Linked DNA regions of Mus musculus: region 2 is linked to region 1. A link is a contact called in public promoter capture Hi-C data. All regions are on one chromosome and are shown on one strand. The core of a region is the stretch at or near the end of the contact, and the rest is flanking DNA. Distances in the headings are between cores, read along the strand shown.

Region 1 (7,483 bases), core at 1,317-3,816:
AGAATGTTGTGTGGTGAAGATAGAGGGAGATCATAGTGGGGGAAGACAAGTAAAATTGGAATGCATTTTCCAGTCAAGGTAGAAACTTTGCGGCGGGGTGTGTTGGTGTGGCATGGTGCACACCTTTAATCCCAGCACTTGGGCACTTGGGAGGCAGAGGCAGACAGATTTCTGAGTTTGAGGCCAGCCTGGTCTACAAAGTGAGTTCCAGGACAGCCAGGGCTATATAGAGAAACCCTGTCTTGAAAAAAAAAGAGAAAGAAAAGAAAAGAAAAGAAAAGAAAAGAAAAGAAAAGAAAAGAAAAGAAAAGAAAAGAAAAGAAAAGAAAGAAACTTTGTGCAATGGAAAATCGCTGAAATCTAAGAAGGTGACCCTAGATAAGATTAATAGCAATGAGGGATATGAAGCCTGAATCAGTCATCATCTATAACCAAGCATGTTGTCCAAGGCCAGTGGCAGGATTTTCTCTGTCCAATAACATTAAAATATAAGTGCAGCAGGAGGACAGGGAAAAGGGAGGCAGAGCTAAGAGTTGCAGGGACAGAGAGTGACTCAGGAGAAAGATTTTTTGTGTGTATATTGTTCAAAATATACAAGAAAGGATATTACATAATGAATTTGAAAGTATAAAGGTGGTGTTGAGGTATTCATAGGTTATTTCTCTGCCAGTGAAATAAGCCAACTTAATACAAATTAGATTATATTACATGTAGGTTTTCTGGGAAACTGCTCTCGGGTAAGTGTGCTGGCCTCAAAAAAGGAGGCTATAGAAGTTGCCATGGGAAGTGTATGTTGGTGGGGAAAAGAGAAAAAGGGCACCCAGGCAGAGAGAAGAGAAGAAGATCTACCATACTGTCTGGAATGCATAGGGAAGAGCCACTGGGAGAAGGACAGCCCAGCCGCTGGGCTGGGAAGTTCAAGATGGGGGAGGGGGGAAGGGAGGGTGTGCCAGATAGGGAGAACCTGGAGGCTAGGTCTGCTTTGATGTGTAAAATAGACACCACCACCTCCACCACCCCCTTCCTTATCTTGGGTTGAAAACCAACCAGATGTGTTTACCTACTTTATTGAGGCACAACAGAAACAAAAATAAGACAAAAGAAAGAAAAAAGGAAGGAAAATCTTCGAAGATTATAAAACTGCAAAGTACTTGGATTTCCCTTAGTAACAGACATGTAAAAAGTTATAAACACAGTTAAAAACTGAAATGTAGAACAGGGTGTTTAAAAAGCAAAAAGTAATTTAATGAGGTCTACACAGCTTGTTCAGCATAAATAGTGGAATTCTTTGCTTAAACAGAGAGAGGAAGAGAAAGGAGGAGAGAGAGAGAGAGAGAGAGAGGGAGGGAGGGAGGGAGGGAGGGAGGGAGGGAGGGAGGGAGGGAGAGAGAGAGAGAGAGAGAGAGAGAGAGAGAGAGAGAGAGAGAGAGAGAGAGAGAGAGAGAGAGAGAGAGAAAGAGAGGAAGAAAATCTGTCATGATGATTTTCCAGAGAGAATATGGTTTTCTGTTTGTTCAAAATTGTGTCTGCTACCTTAAAAAAGCAACAAACTTTATTTCTGAGTATCTCAGAAAGTTTTCTTAGTTTTTCATGTAGTAAAAGATTTACTTACCAGTACTTGTGCATGTAAATAACATACCTATTCTCCATACAGTATGTCCGGTATTACATTTGGGGGGAGGGGGTGGTTGTTTGGTTATTTGGTTGTTTTCGTTTTTCGAGTCAGGGTTTCTCTGTGTAGCCCTAACTGTCCTGGAACTCACTCTGTAGACTAGACTGGCCTTGAACTCAGAAATCCTGCCTCCCAAGTGCTGGGATTAAAGGTGTGCACCACCACGCCCGGCTAAATTTCAGTTTTTTATGGAAGATATTGTTGTGAAATTTAATCTTGAATATGTATAAATATTATAATAAATGTATGCATAGCAAGTACAGTGTTAAATAATGTGCATGGAAATACTGGGGCACTAGAATTATAGTCACCGACTAACTTCCACAAAGTCAAGGTCTTGCCACTTGGTCGAGTAAGGACAAAAAAAAAAAAATCCCCTCTCCCCCCCCCAAAAAAAAAACCAATAAAATAAAAAGGAGAGAAGGGAAGAGAAGAGAAGAGAAGAGAAGAGAAGAGAAGAGAAGAGAAGAGAAGAGAAGAGAAGAGAAGAGAAGAGAAGAGAAGAGAAGAGAAGAGAAGAGAAGAGAAGAGAAAGAGAAGAGAAGAGAAAGAGAAGAGAGAAGAGAACCCCTGTTACTATTTTCATAAAGAGGGAGTTCCGGCAGACACTTTAGCGCAGCCAAATTGCTTCCGGGTTGTTAGCTTTCTACTGCGCAGGCGCTCGCGTGCAGTGATATCTTTAAAAGAAAAAAGATCCGGCTAAGTATTTATCTAAGCAGTCGGTTTTTTTTTCTTTTTTAAATACAGTTTAATGAAGAAGATAAATTAGTTTGTGTCTGTTTTCCTTTGGTCGTTTCGTTTCTGTAGCTTCAACTTTTACCTATGTGTGAAACGACTTCCAGATTTATAAATAACGCTTGAAAAATAAGTCAGCGGAGCGACACATCTCGTGTCACATTGTGATCTAAAAATGGTGGAACCGAACGAGGAGGTGAATATTTGTAAGAATGTGGAATTAAGCAAACTCTGAAATTTAGAAGAAAATAAAGTTCCTGGGTGCCACGCAGTGAGTAGGCAATTCCATTCGCCCTTTAATATCGAATCACTTTTTATAACCGCGTTTTGAGCGAACATGAAGCCAGGATCTGACGACTTTCTACCGCCGCCTGAGTGCCCTGTGTTTGAGCCCAGTTGGGCGGAATTCCGCGATCCTCTTGGCTATATAGCTAAAATCAGACCCATTGCGGAGAAATCAGGCATTTGCAAGATACGCCCACCTGCGGTAAGCCTCTGAAATGAGATGATGATGATGATGATGATGATGATGATGATGATCCCTTAACAAGGCCTTAGATTTATGTAGGCGTTTTGAATCTTTTTACCTACTCCTTTCATACTGTAGAAAAGTCCTCCAGCCATCCAGATTCCTTGTGGTTAGAACTTGAAATGCTTCTGCAGATGTGCAGTTAATACATTTTCAGTTAATGGGTTGTCTGTACCATGTTTCAACTAAGAAAAATTCAGTATACTAGCAGTCTCATTTATAACTGGAAAAATATATTATACAAGTTTATATTGTTATATTTATTGGTCACTTTCTCAGTTTCAAGTAAAATGAAAAGGGTGTGGGATCCTTGCTTCAGGTTAAATATCTGTTGATTGGCAGGACATGCATTCACATAGTTTTACCATGAACTACTACTAATTGGCTTCTAGGATTGGCAACCTCCTTTTGCTGTAGAAGTTGATAACTTCAGATTTACTCCTCGAATTCAGAGGCTAAATGAACTGGAGGTAAGAAATGTGCTTTTATATAACAATTGGAATTCTAATCTTTGCTGTTACAACAATGACTTGTATTTAGTTTCTGATATCAAACATTGTTTATTGCAACCCCACATATCATTTCTTAAAAATATTAATTTATGACAGTGCCTTCTTTAAAACACAATATAGGTTTATAAAATTCCAGAACATGAAGGTTTCAACATTCCATTATATGATAGACTAAGGTTAAAGCTACAAAGAAAGTAAAGATAGGATAACCTTTGCCTAAAAATAAAAAAATAAGTTATACAAGAGGTATAATTAAAGTTCCATACTCCGTTTTTCTTATTTCTTTTTTAAGGTTACTTACATCCTTCTAGTCTCCTCTATTGCTTCCTCATACCCACTCTGAAGTGGCTGCCTTTTACTTTTCTAGTTTATTCCTTCCTGCACCTAGGTCTTAAGAGATTATTGTGGAAGAGGGAGTAGTGATATTGAAAGAGCAGAGGAAATGAAAGTTTGCTTTGAGGTTGAGAAGTCTTATCAACATGGGAGTGGAAACATGATCTAAACAGGAATGACACCAATAGTATGGTACTATTAAAAGTAGAAAACTAAGGAGGCCTCACCTTAGACAAATAACTACAGGGCACTAAGGAAGACTAAAAGTGGGAGAAATAGTGCCTCACAAGGAGTAGCATACCAGTTTGTTTAAGGGGGCAATGATGCTATTATAATTTTAAAATATTTTTTAAAAAAGCAAGGAAAGATAAGTACAAAGTGGGGGCAAAAAGTAGTTCTAATTTATTGACCGTTTTCTTTCCCAGGCCCAGACCAGAGTAAAACTGAACTATTTGGATCAGATTGCAAAGTTCTGGGAAATTCAAGGTTCTTCCTTAAAGATACCTAATGTGGAGAGGAAGATCTTGGACCTTTACAGCCTTAATAAGGTAAGATTAGTTAACATTTGAGAAAAAATAAGCCATAACTATAAAACATACTTCCATTTATATTTGCTTAGAAAGGAGTACAATATAACCTGGCAACAACCCTGATATGAGTTATACAGTGGTTAAGGAAGTGATATTTGAAGGACATGCTATGTTTCCTGCATTAAGGGTCACTGGAGGGTTCAGATGTTTCCAGTGTGTTCACTGTTTACGTATATATTTTCTTGTCCATTTAGATTGTGATGGAGGAAGGTGGATATGAAGCAATCTGCAAGGACCGTCGGTGGGCCCGTGTTGCCCAACGCCTTAATTACCCATCAGGGAAAAACATTGGTTCCCTGCTTCGGTCCCACTACGAACGGATCATTTACCCTTATGAAATATTTCAGTCTGGAGCTAATCTTGTGGTGAGGGTCATAACTGACTTGGAGCTTGATACAAGATTTGATTTCTTTCGTTTTTACTTTTTTCTTTGTAATTGGCATTTATTTTGAATTGTTAGAAAATTAAAATTTGTTATATTTTAAATTTTTAGGAATAGGCCTTTGGAAACTTGCTTATAAAAAGCTTTATTGTTCAGTCTATGGTCAGTAAACTTTAGTGAGTTCCTTTCTGTCATGGGAAGTTATTATTATGAACCAAATCACATCCTAGAAAAAGAAGTGCAATTACATCAGGTTGTTATCTGAAAAGTAGATAATTATTTTCTGAAATTATTAAGCTTCCTTATTTTAGAAACTTCATATTTTAGGTGTTCAAAATGAGTAAGCTGGTATTACTTTTGTTTAGCTGAACTTAATTATTTTAAATATTATGTATATGTATACACATGAATATTTCATTGCTGAACTTAAACGCATTGTTTATACATATATATGAGTTTATATGTTCATAAATATATTTTTATATTTTTTTCTCTCCATATCAGCAATGTAACACAGATCCATTTGACAGTGAAGAAAGAGACAAGGAATACAAACCTCATAGCATTCCTCTTAGACAGTCTGTTCAGCCATCAAAATTCAGTTGCTACAGTAGACGAGGAAAAAGGCTACAGCCTGAGGTAAACTATTTTTCTAATAACTTATTTTATTTTTCTAATAAACTATTTTTCTATATTTCCTTCTAATAAGCTGCCAGTGTTAGTTTAGAAATTGAGTTTGGGTGAAAATCCATTTTCAGAAGATATTTTAAACAATCAAGAAAAGGGAAAAAAATTTGACATGAATATCTAAGTTGAAACCAATGGGAAATGATTATTTTCACTTAGGATTTATAGTATTTTTATTTCTATTTGTTCTTTATGTATTCAAAGTGAATATTCTTATAGCTCTAAATTAATTTTTATGAATTTTATTTTTTATAAGATACATAATGATTTTTCAAAAAAAACCAAAAAATACCCAAAATTATAAAACTTTTTCAGTGTTGAAATATGAAAATGTTATATCTAGAATACTTAATAGTTGGATTAGATATTATAAAACTATATTGCTTATACTCACTACTACTCACTCTGTAGACCAGGCTGGCCTCAAACTCAGAAATCTGCCTGCCTCTGCCTCCCAAGTGCTGGGATTAAAGGCCTGTTCCTGGCTAATTTTACATTTATTAAAATTTAAAAATTATCTCTGGCACACTGAACTAAACCTTTCCAAAGCTGACCAATTCTTAATGTACAAGAAGCAAGGTTTCATGACTGTGTTAATGTGCCAATCCGACCACTGGGAGCCTTGCCTGGTTACAAAAGATAGCTGGTTTAGTCTCACTCTCCCACATTTCTAGAAGTCTTCATTGGAATCACCTGCATAGAGTACAAGAACTCATAGATCAGTACCTAGCCCAGTTATTATCAAAGAGGAGTCATCTAGCAACAGATGAGAGCAGATGCAGAGTCCCACCACCAAAAATTAGGGGGAGCCACAGGAATCCTTTGGAAGAGGGGGAAGGAAGTTTTGTAGGAGCCAGAGGGGTCAAGCACACCAGGAGAACAAGGCCCACAGAATAAACTAAGCAGGGTTCAAAAGGACAGCACTAGGTTTCCACATCACTTTACGGATATTCCAAATCTCAGTCTTCTCTCAATGTATTCTATCCCTACATGCTCCCCATGCTGGCCTAATATCTTTTGCTCCCTACCCACTTGCCCCCATTCCACCTGAAAATCTATTTCCTATTTCCAGAGAGATCCATGTGCCCCCTCTTGAGCCTTCCTTGTTACTTAGGCTCTCTGTGTCTATAAATTGTAGCATGACTATCTTTTATTTAACAGCTAATGTCTGCTTATACGTGAGGACATGCATGGTTTGTCTTTCTGGGACTGACTTACTTCACTCAGGATGATTTTTTTTTTCCTAGTTCCATTCATTTGCCTGCAAACTTCATGTTTGTTTGTTTGCTTTGTTTTGTCTTTTTGTTTTTGTTTAACAACTGAGTTTAACAACTGCATTGTGTAAAGGTATCACATTTACACATACATTTAAGGTATCTTTGTCCATTCTTTAGTTGAGAGACATTTAGGTTGTTTTCAGTCTCTGACTATTACAAATAAAGCAGCTATAAATATAGGTGAACAAATGTCTTTGTGGTAGGATGGAGCATTTTTCCAGTACATGCCCAAGAGTGGTATAGCTGGATCTTGAGGTAGGTTGATTACCAACTTTCTGAGAAACCACCATACTTTTCTCCACAGTGTGTACAAGTTTGCACTCCCACCAGCAATGGAGGAGTGTTCCCCTTGCTCCACATCCTTGCATGCATGAGCTATCTCTTGTTTTTTAAATCATAGCCATTCTGATAGGTGTATGATAGAATCCTAAAGTCATTTTGATCTGCATTTCCCTGATAAGTAAGGATGTTGAACATCTCTTTAGGTGTTTCTCAGCCATTTGACGTTCCTGGGTTGAGAATTCTGTTTAGATCTGTACTTTCTCTCTCTCTCTCTCTCTCTCTTTTTAAATATTTTTTTATTACGTATTTTCCTCAATTACATTTCCAATGCTATTCCAAAAGTCCCCTATACCCTCCCCCACTCCCCTACTCACCCATTCCCACTTTTTGGCCATGGCGTTCCCCTGTACTGGGGCATATAAAGTTTGCGTGTCCAATGGGCCTTTCTTTCCAGTGATGGCCGACTAGGCCATGTTTTGATACA
Region 2 (7,483 bases), core at 2,378-4,877, 350 kb after region 1:
TGAGGCAGGTTTCTCTGTCTAATCTTGCTGTCCTGAAACTTGCTATGTAGATCAGGCTGGCCTCAAACTTATAAGAGACCCAACTGCCTCTGCACAGTGCTAGGATAAAGGGATATTCCACCACCATCCATCAATTGCCCTTTATATATTTCAGGTTTTTTTTTGTTTTTTTTTTTTTAAAGATTTATTTATTATATGTAAGTACACTGTAGCTGTCTTCAGACACTCCAGAAGAGGGAGTCAGATCTCGTTATGGATGGTTGTGAGCCACCATGTGGTTGCTGGGATTTGAACTCTGGACCTTCGGAAGAGCAGTCGGGTGCTCTTACCCACTGAGCCATCTCACCAGCCCTATATTTCAGTTTTTAATACTTGTCATTTTAAATTATAATTGTAATACATTTTAATAACTGTTAAAGAGTAGTGGCTCATGCCTGAAATCTCAATACTTGGAGGCTGAGAGATGAGTACTTCTTCAAATTTAAAGCTATTCTGGGCAACAAAATATAGACTAAGACAGTGTCTAAAATAATGGTTCTCAACCTATGGGTCAAAATACCTTTTTGGTCACTAATAAACTATTCAGATATTTACATAATGATTCATAACAGCACCAAAATTAGTTATGAATAACAACAAAAATAATTTTATGGTTGGGGGTCATCACAACATGAGAAACTGCATTAGAAAGGCTGAGACTGATCTAAAACAAAAATACATATTACTCAATGTTTAATAAAGGCACAACTCATAAATGTTCTAAGAACAGTGGCACTTGATAGTTTCTCATATTTTGTTTTTAACTTCTCATTTTTAAAATGCTGTTGCAATTAGTTAAAAAATACCTGTTATTTCAATATTTGAAAACAGTTTACTAACATATAAATTGATATTACAAAGCACCTGAAAAATATATGCTACTTAAATAAACTAAAGAGCTCTGCAAGAGAACACTGGTTTGATTAGTGAAGCTCACAACCTTCACTAATTCCAGTTCCATAGGTCTGTCTCTTCTAAACTCCTTAGTAGAACCAGACACTCAAGTGGAATAGACCTACAAGCAGTAGAAACACTATACACATAAACTGAAAGTTCAAGGAAGTGGCTTAGCTAGTAAAAGGACTTGCCTCCAGCCCTGACATGATAGAAGAAGAAAACTGACTTCCACAATTTGTCCTATAACTTCCAGACATGAATATATACAAAATTATTAAATTTAAAAGAAGCCAGTTTTAGGAAAACAGGGCTTTAATCTTAGCAATGAGCAATGAGAAAGCAGAGAAAGTGATATTTCTGTCTGTGAGTTCTAGGACAAACAGGATCACACATAGTTGTTGTAGTCACTCCAAAAATACATTCAACACCAAGTCTTTTTTATAATATAAGAATTACTACTCTAAAAAAAAAAAAGAAATGCTAAGATATAGTTAAATAATTATATCTTTAAAAACCACGTCAGGCGTGGTGGTGCATGCCTTTAATCCCAGCACTCAGGAGGGAGAGACAGGCAGATTTCTGAGTTTGAGGCCAGCCTGGTCTACAAAGTGAGTTCCAGGACAGCCAGAGCTATACAGAGAAACCCTGTCTCCAAAAACCAAAAAAATAAAAAAAATTAAAAAATAAAAATAAAAACTAGACAAAATCATTTCTTTAAGCTTTTACCATGAAATCTTAAAAGAGTGTGGAGGTTAACATCAAATTTAAAATTACCCACTGTACACCAGAAACCTAGCAACCTACTAGTAAACAGAAATATGTTTCTATACATATCACCTGAAGAGTGTTTAAATCTTGGACTCAGTCCTTAAAGGCTAGGCTCACAACCAAACCAAACCAAAAATTATGTGTGCATAATATGCATATATATATATGTATATATATATATACATACATACATAAATTTATATATACACATATATGTTAAGAACACTATTAACTGTATAGCAACCAGAGCTATACTGAGAAACCCTGTCTCCAAAAACCAAAAAAGAATACTATTAATACTTCATTGGTGGTATGAAATTATCAAGTTTATAATCACTGATTTTCATTAGAACGGAAACTATATAATGGTAACAAGTATGTATGTCACAGATCTGTGCTTTTTTTGCTATGGTTTACAAGTATCTAAATATGTTACCTTTAAGAATTTTTTTTTTTTTTTTGAGACAGGGTATCTCTGTGTAGCCCTGGCTGTCCTGGAACTCACTCTGTAGACCAGACTGGCCTCAAACTCAGAAATCTGCCTGCCTCTGCCTCCCAAGTGCTGGGATTAAAGGCATGTGCCACCCCGCCCGGCTAAGAATCTTTTTTTAAAGGTTTAAAAAGACTTGATAATTCTCCTTTTAAGTAATGGGGAATACTTTTCATTAACCTGTACTTGCTAGGTTTAATATTTTCTTGGTAAAACTACCCTGTTTCCTTTCTAAAACTGTTTCATTTCCCCTCTCCTCCCTCTATTTCCCACCATCTTGATTGATACCAGCAGCCAATAACTAAATGACAATGCAAAGTTTCACAAAGGAAATGCCGTGTGCTCTCTCACTCTCTGGAAAATAAACTACAAGGAAGTAAAAAAAAAAAAAAATTAACATTCCAAACTGGAATTCAGTATTATTTCTGCATAGTATTACTACTGCATCGTAAAAAATTCTTTTTAAGTACGGAAACTCTTTATCTCCTTACCTATAACTTGTCCCTTATGGGAAAATAATAAAACGTGTGTATATCACAAGAGGCTGCAACAACCAAGCGTCTTCTCATAACTTGAGATGAGTAACTGGAGGATATAGCTGACCTCAGAAAAACTGCAAAATAAGCAGTGCTCTGGGCTGTATGCTGAGGCAGGGCCTCAAACTATCAGGAAAGTAAGCCAAGAAAGGAGAAACGGGGAAGGAAAAAAAAAGTTTCAAAGATCCCTAAAAGCTATAATGAGCACTTTCAGAGTAGGGAGAGGCTCCAGGCTTGGAACAGTGAAAAGCTTAGGAGAAAAATATAAGTAATTATGTTTAAACAGTTGCTGACCTTGTTCAACAGCGTCTTCATCTTGGCGCCATCTTTGCATCGGGTCAAGAACCCGAAGAAGCTGCTGTGGAAGAAATACATGGCTCTTGTTAATGATCACAGAAAGACATCAGTAAAAAATCTCCCAAAACATTGTTAACAGTGCTAGGCGAAAGCGAGTCGTCACCGCAAGCAAGATGCAGTCAGGCCTCCTGGAGAGTCTTTTGAACCCGGAGAGAGAAAGACAACCTGTAAGTATTAGCAGTGCGTACCTATCTAATCCACAAAGCGCCTTCTTCTCTTCGACTGTGAGACTGAAGGACCCCTCTTCGCCCTCGCCTCTAGCCTTTTCCGCCGCCATTTTCTTTTCCTCATTACCTAGGGCAGCAGTAGTGAGAGATAATCCGTAAGATTTCATGGAAACTGGCAAAGGAGAAAGCGGCAGAGGCTATCTGGTCACATTACCACGCAGATGGTGAACGCAAGAAGAACTCATTGTTGCAGAACCTAAGCGAAGTTCTTAGAATATCAAACTTCGCTAGCATCCGCATAAAGTTGTTATAATACCGTCAGTGTGAACCGCACGTAACGTCCATAACCTCTCCCTAAAGCCAGGCTTTCCAATGGAAGCAACCGTTTTATCCCACGTGACTTTTGTTGACTTGCGTCATCACCAGTGCAGCTAAACTTGCTACTTCGCTAGCTCGTGATGTCAGCCTAAGAGCTCTACCTACCGACCACAGTGAAATTAGTTTTAGGTATGCTTTGTAACTCTTTCTTATTCCACACTAGATATCCAGACCCTTTCATTTAATTGCTATACTGATCTCACAAGGAACAAAGAGCACTAAGAAAAAATACATCAAACATCGGTTTTTAGGGCACATGAAAGCCAATTAGAGACCAAATAGTTAAAAAAAAAAATTTTCCTCTTGCCTTACAGAACACCTTCTGTTAAGTTCCCAGAATCGGTGCTCCTTAATACTAATTCTAGCAAACTTTAAAATTAAGATCTTGAAGTAATGACACACACGTTGGGAAAACAAAATGTATTCAGCTAAAATTGAAATCATCCTCAATGAGTAACTGGGTCGTGTTTTTTTGTCACCACCATAGCTAAACTCATTAATTACCCATCCACTCAACCACATCAAACCAAAAAAACTTTATAAAAGTCACATGACTTTGTCCTTAAACAACAGATCATAGTGAATGAACAGTCCCTCACAAAGGTTATCCCTGCGGGGGCAAGGAGTGACGTGAGGGGGCGGGGGGGGGGGAAGGACGGGGGAATCCCTCATTGCATTTTGAAGATGCAGTAACCATTTGAGAACAATACCATTTCTTTTGACCTTTTGGTTGTTGTAGCTAAAATTTGTAAATATGATCCAACACTTTGTAAGAGGAGCATTCATTTATATATAATACAATAATAAAAAATATAATAAGACAAGTTCCAATTTTGCTGTTCTCAGGAGTTTTGAATTGACTTGTATTACCATTACTTACTGGGCCTGGACCTTCACAAGGAAACCTAGTTCCCCATCTCAGAAACCAGTATCACAAGTCTCCAACACAAATATTTATAAATCTAAGATGACCTTAAACTTGAATTGTATTGAAGACTGGCTAGCAAACACTACCTAATCCCTCTTCAAGTAAATTCCCTACCCCCAAACCAGGTCCACAAAACATGTCTAAGTCTTTTCAAAAGCTTCCATAACAAAATTCTAGGAAGCTTCTAAAACACTTTGCAGACCTGGAAGCCATAAGATGCAAAAAACAGGCAATCTGACTTATCTTTTACCCTTCTGCCAAAAGGTTTCAGAAACAATTAGACCTATTCTCCCCCTCCCTCCCTGCACCCAATTTAACTTGAAAAGCAGTTTCTGGGACTCCAGAAGCCTACACTACAAGAATTGATTCTCAGACGGTGTATAGCTTCTGCTACTTTACTCTCAGATACTAACTGCATGGTATGGTTAAGAGCACTGACTGCTCTTCCAGAGGTCCTGAGTTCAATTCCCACCACCAACATGGTGGTTCACAACCATCTGTAATGGGATCCAATGCCCTCTTCTGGGGTGTCTGAAAACAGTAACAGTGTACTCATATAAATAAAGTAACTCTTAAAAAAAAAAAAAGTCAGAGCCAGCCGTGGTGGTGCACGCCTTTAATCCCAGCACTTGGGAGGCAGAGGCAGGTGGATTTCTGAGTTTGAGGAAGCCTGGTCTACAGAGTGAGTTCCAGGACAGCCAGGGCTACACAGAAAAACTTTCTCTCAAAAACAAACAAACAAACAAACAAACAAACAAACAAAAAATCAGCTCTGGGAATTCTTTAAAGTTAATGTGTATGCTACACTTACCTAAGGACAAATAACTGCAGAATACTGGAGGTTGTGTTTTAGTTCAATAGCAAGGTTTGTTGCCCCAAGTGCTCAGGATATGCTTGATCACACACAGGTGAGAAATATGCAGACAGGAAGTCAGTGAGGATGTATGCTTACCCCTAATTGGACAAATATGGAAAGTTCATAGATTTGTAGAGGTTTCTTTGCATGATCACATGACTGATTTTAATTCAAAGCCATTTCTCTTGGAATCCTGGCATGAATGTAGTCAGTGTTGAACTTCCTAGTCAGTGTTAAATAAAGCTTGCTTTAGTTGGATATTGTGGAACAGGTCTTTAATATTTTATATATAGGCAGGCTTATTGGGAAGCTGCTCTTGGGCAAGTTCACTGGCCCCAATAACTGAGGCCAGGGAAGTTACCATGGAGAGAGAAAGCTCATGTACACAGAGAAGGGAGAAGAGAGAGAGAGAGATAGACAGAGAGAGAGAAAGAGGATAAGACAAGGTGGGGAGGAAGAGGAAGAAGAGGAGGAAAAGGAAAAGGAGGGGGACATGGGGGGGGGAGTCATTGTCCAAATGTCTGGATTATATAGGGAGAAGCTTCTGGGGGAAAGGTAGCCCAGCCTCTGACCTGAAAAGTTTAGGTTTGGAGACAGAATGCCAGGTTGGGACTGAGGGATGCTAGGAGAATCTGGAGGCCAGGACTGCTTTAATATGTAAAATATGTACCTCAGTCCCTTGTAAGGGTTGAAACTAAACAATCTTTCTCCTCAAAATTCTCAGGTTTAAACAGTTCTGAAGTAGTAGTAGTCCATCCTTTCATTCTCCTCTGCTGACTTTTTTCTTATTTTTTATTTTTTGGTTTTAAGGCATTTATTGTAGAAAGGCAAAGAGTGTGAGATAGTAGAGAAGCAGAAGGCAGCCATGACCACATAGAGAGAGCAAGGAAGGGGATGGGGAGAGAGGGGGAGCAGGGGAGCAAAAGAGCTAGAGAATAGAGGTAAGGGAGGGAGCAAGAGCTGACTTATTTCTTCCACTATTGTATCTGCTGAGTTCTGGGGTTGACAAATATTTGCCACAAAGAAATAATGGTGAATCCTTTCAAATTTCAGAACTCAGTAAGTAAAGCCAGAAAGATAATTGTCCAATGCAACCTACTCTACATAGAGAATCTTAAAACAGAAAAAGGTGTTTGATAATAAAAACCCTTTTAAATTACTCTTTGGGGGTTTAAGGACATTTCTCTGTTAAATATTAAAATTCTGCCATATTCCCTCAATCTTCATTTTGTAGCTCATAAATTTAACTTGACCTATTGTTTCTTGCCCTGAAAAAAAGTTGTTATACTTTTTCACTGAGCCTTGTGAACTTTGGAGGTCTCCTTGTCTCCTTGTCTCTATACATAGCCTATCAGCTTAAAGGCCAGACAGCACTGCTTTGTCTAGATAGCATAAATGTTGCAAATGTTATAAACATTGCAAATGTACCAAGTCCTTGTTTTTCCCATATAAAAATTGGTTCTGAGGAATGCCTTATTGAAGTTTTCGATCCCCACTCCTGACTAATCAGTCTAGGAATGTGTTCAATAAACCATTGATACATGACTGAGATTGGCTTCTGAGGGGTTTGTATGGCTATTACTGGACCCTAACAGTCTCAGTCACAGAGTATTCAAATATGATGGAATTGCAGGTAAAAATCCCTAACACTGACAGAAACTGCTTAATTTAAGAAAGCTAGCTGGGCGGTGGTGGCACATACATTTAATTCCAGCACTTGAGAGGCAGAGACAGGAGGATTTCTGAGTTCGAGGCCAGTCTGGTCTACAGAGTGAGTTCCAGGACAGCCAGAGCTATACAGAGAAACCCTGTCTCGAAAACCAAAGGGGGGAAAAAAAGAAAAAAAGAAATCTAGTTTATCATCTGGGTGTTATACATACCTTTAAGTCTAGCACTAAGGAGACAGAGGTGGAAATACATATGTGATTTTAAAGAGCCTGGTCAACATAATAGGGTCTAGAAATATAAATAAGACTTTACCCCTCATATTTTTTTTTTCTTCAGGAATCCAAATTCAAAATGATACTGTAAGAAACATTGAACTTTTATATCAAACTTAAGTTTATG

What was found. Capture Hi-C pulls out chosen DNA fragments and counts their contacts.
Region 2: a promoter capture Hi-C map of adipose tissue shows a contact between it and region 1. The contact joins the promoter of Uty here to the promoter of Kdm5d in region 1. A contact is called at or near these places in 9 of 39 promoter capture datasets (the C10 cell line, cranial neural crest, frontonasal cranial neural crest and 6 more), 5 of 115 datasets of contacts at active chromatin or transcription factors (the 230-238 cell line, astrocytes, bone marrow-derived dendritic cells and 2 more) and 2 of 9 other capture datasets (adipose tissue and liver).

What each region holds. Positions count from the first base shown.
Region 1 is chrY:895,222-902,704 of GRCm38.p6, forward strand. It overlaps Kdm5d (lysine (K)-specific demethylase 5D), which reads left to right and starts at 2,567. Exons shown (of 26, transcript NM_011419.3): 1 at 2,567-2,894; 2 at 3,329-3,406; 3 at 4,207-4,329; 4 at 4,566-4,736; 5 at 5,258-5,392. The coding sequence starts at 2,745.
Region 2 is chrY:1,242,132-1,249,614 of GRCm38.p6, forward strand. Uty (ubiquitously transcribed tetratricopeptide repeat containing, Y-linked) reads right to left here and starts at 3,628. Exons shown (of 27, transcript NM_009484.3): 1 at 3,276-3,628; 2 at 3,025-3,088. The coding sequence starts at 3,421.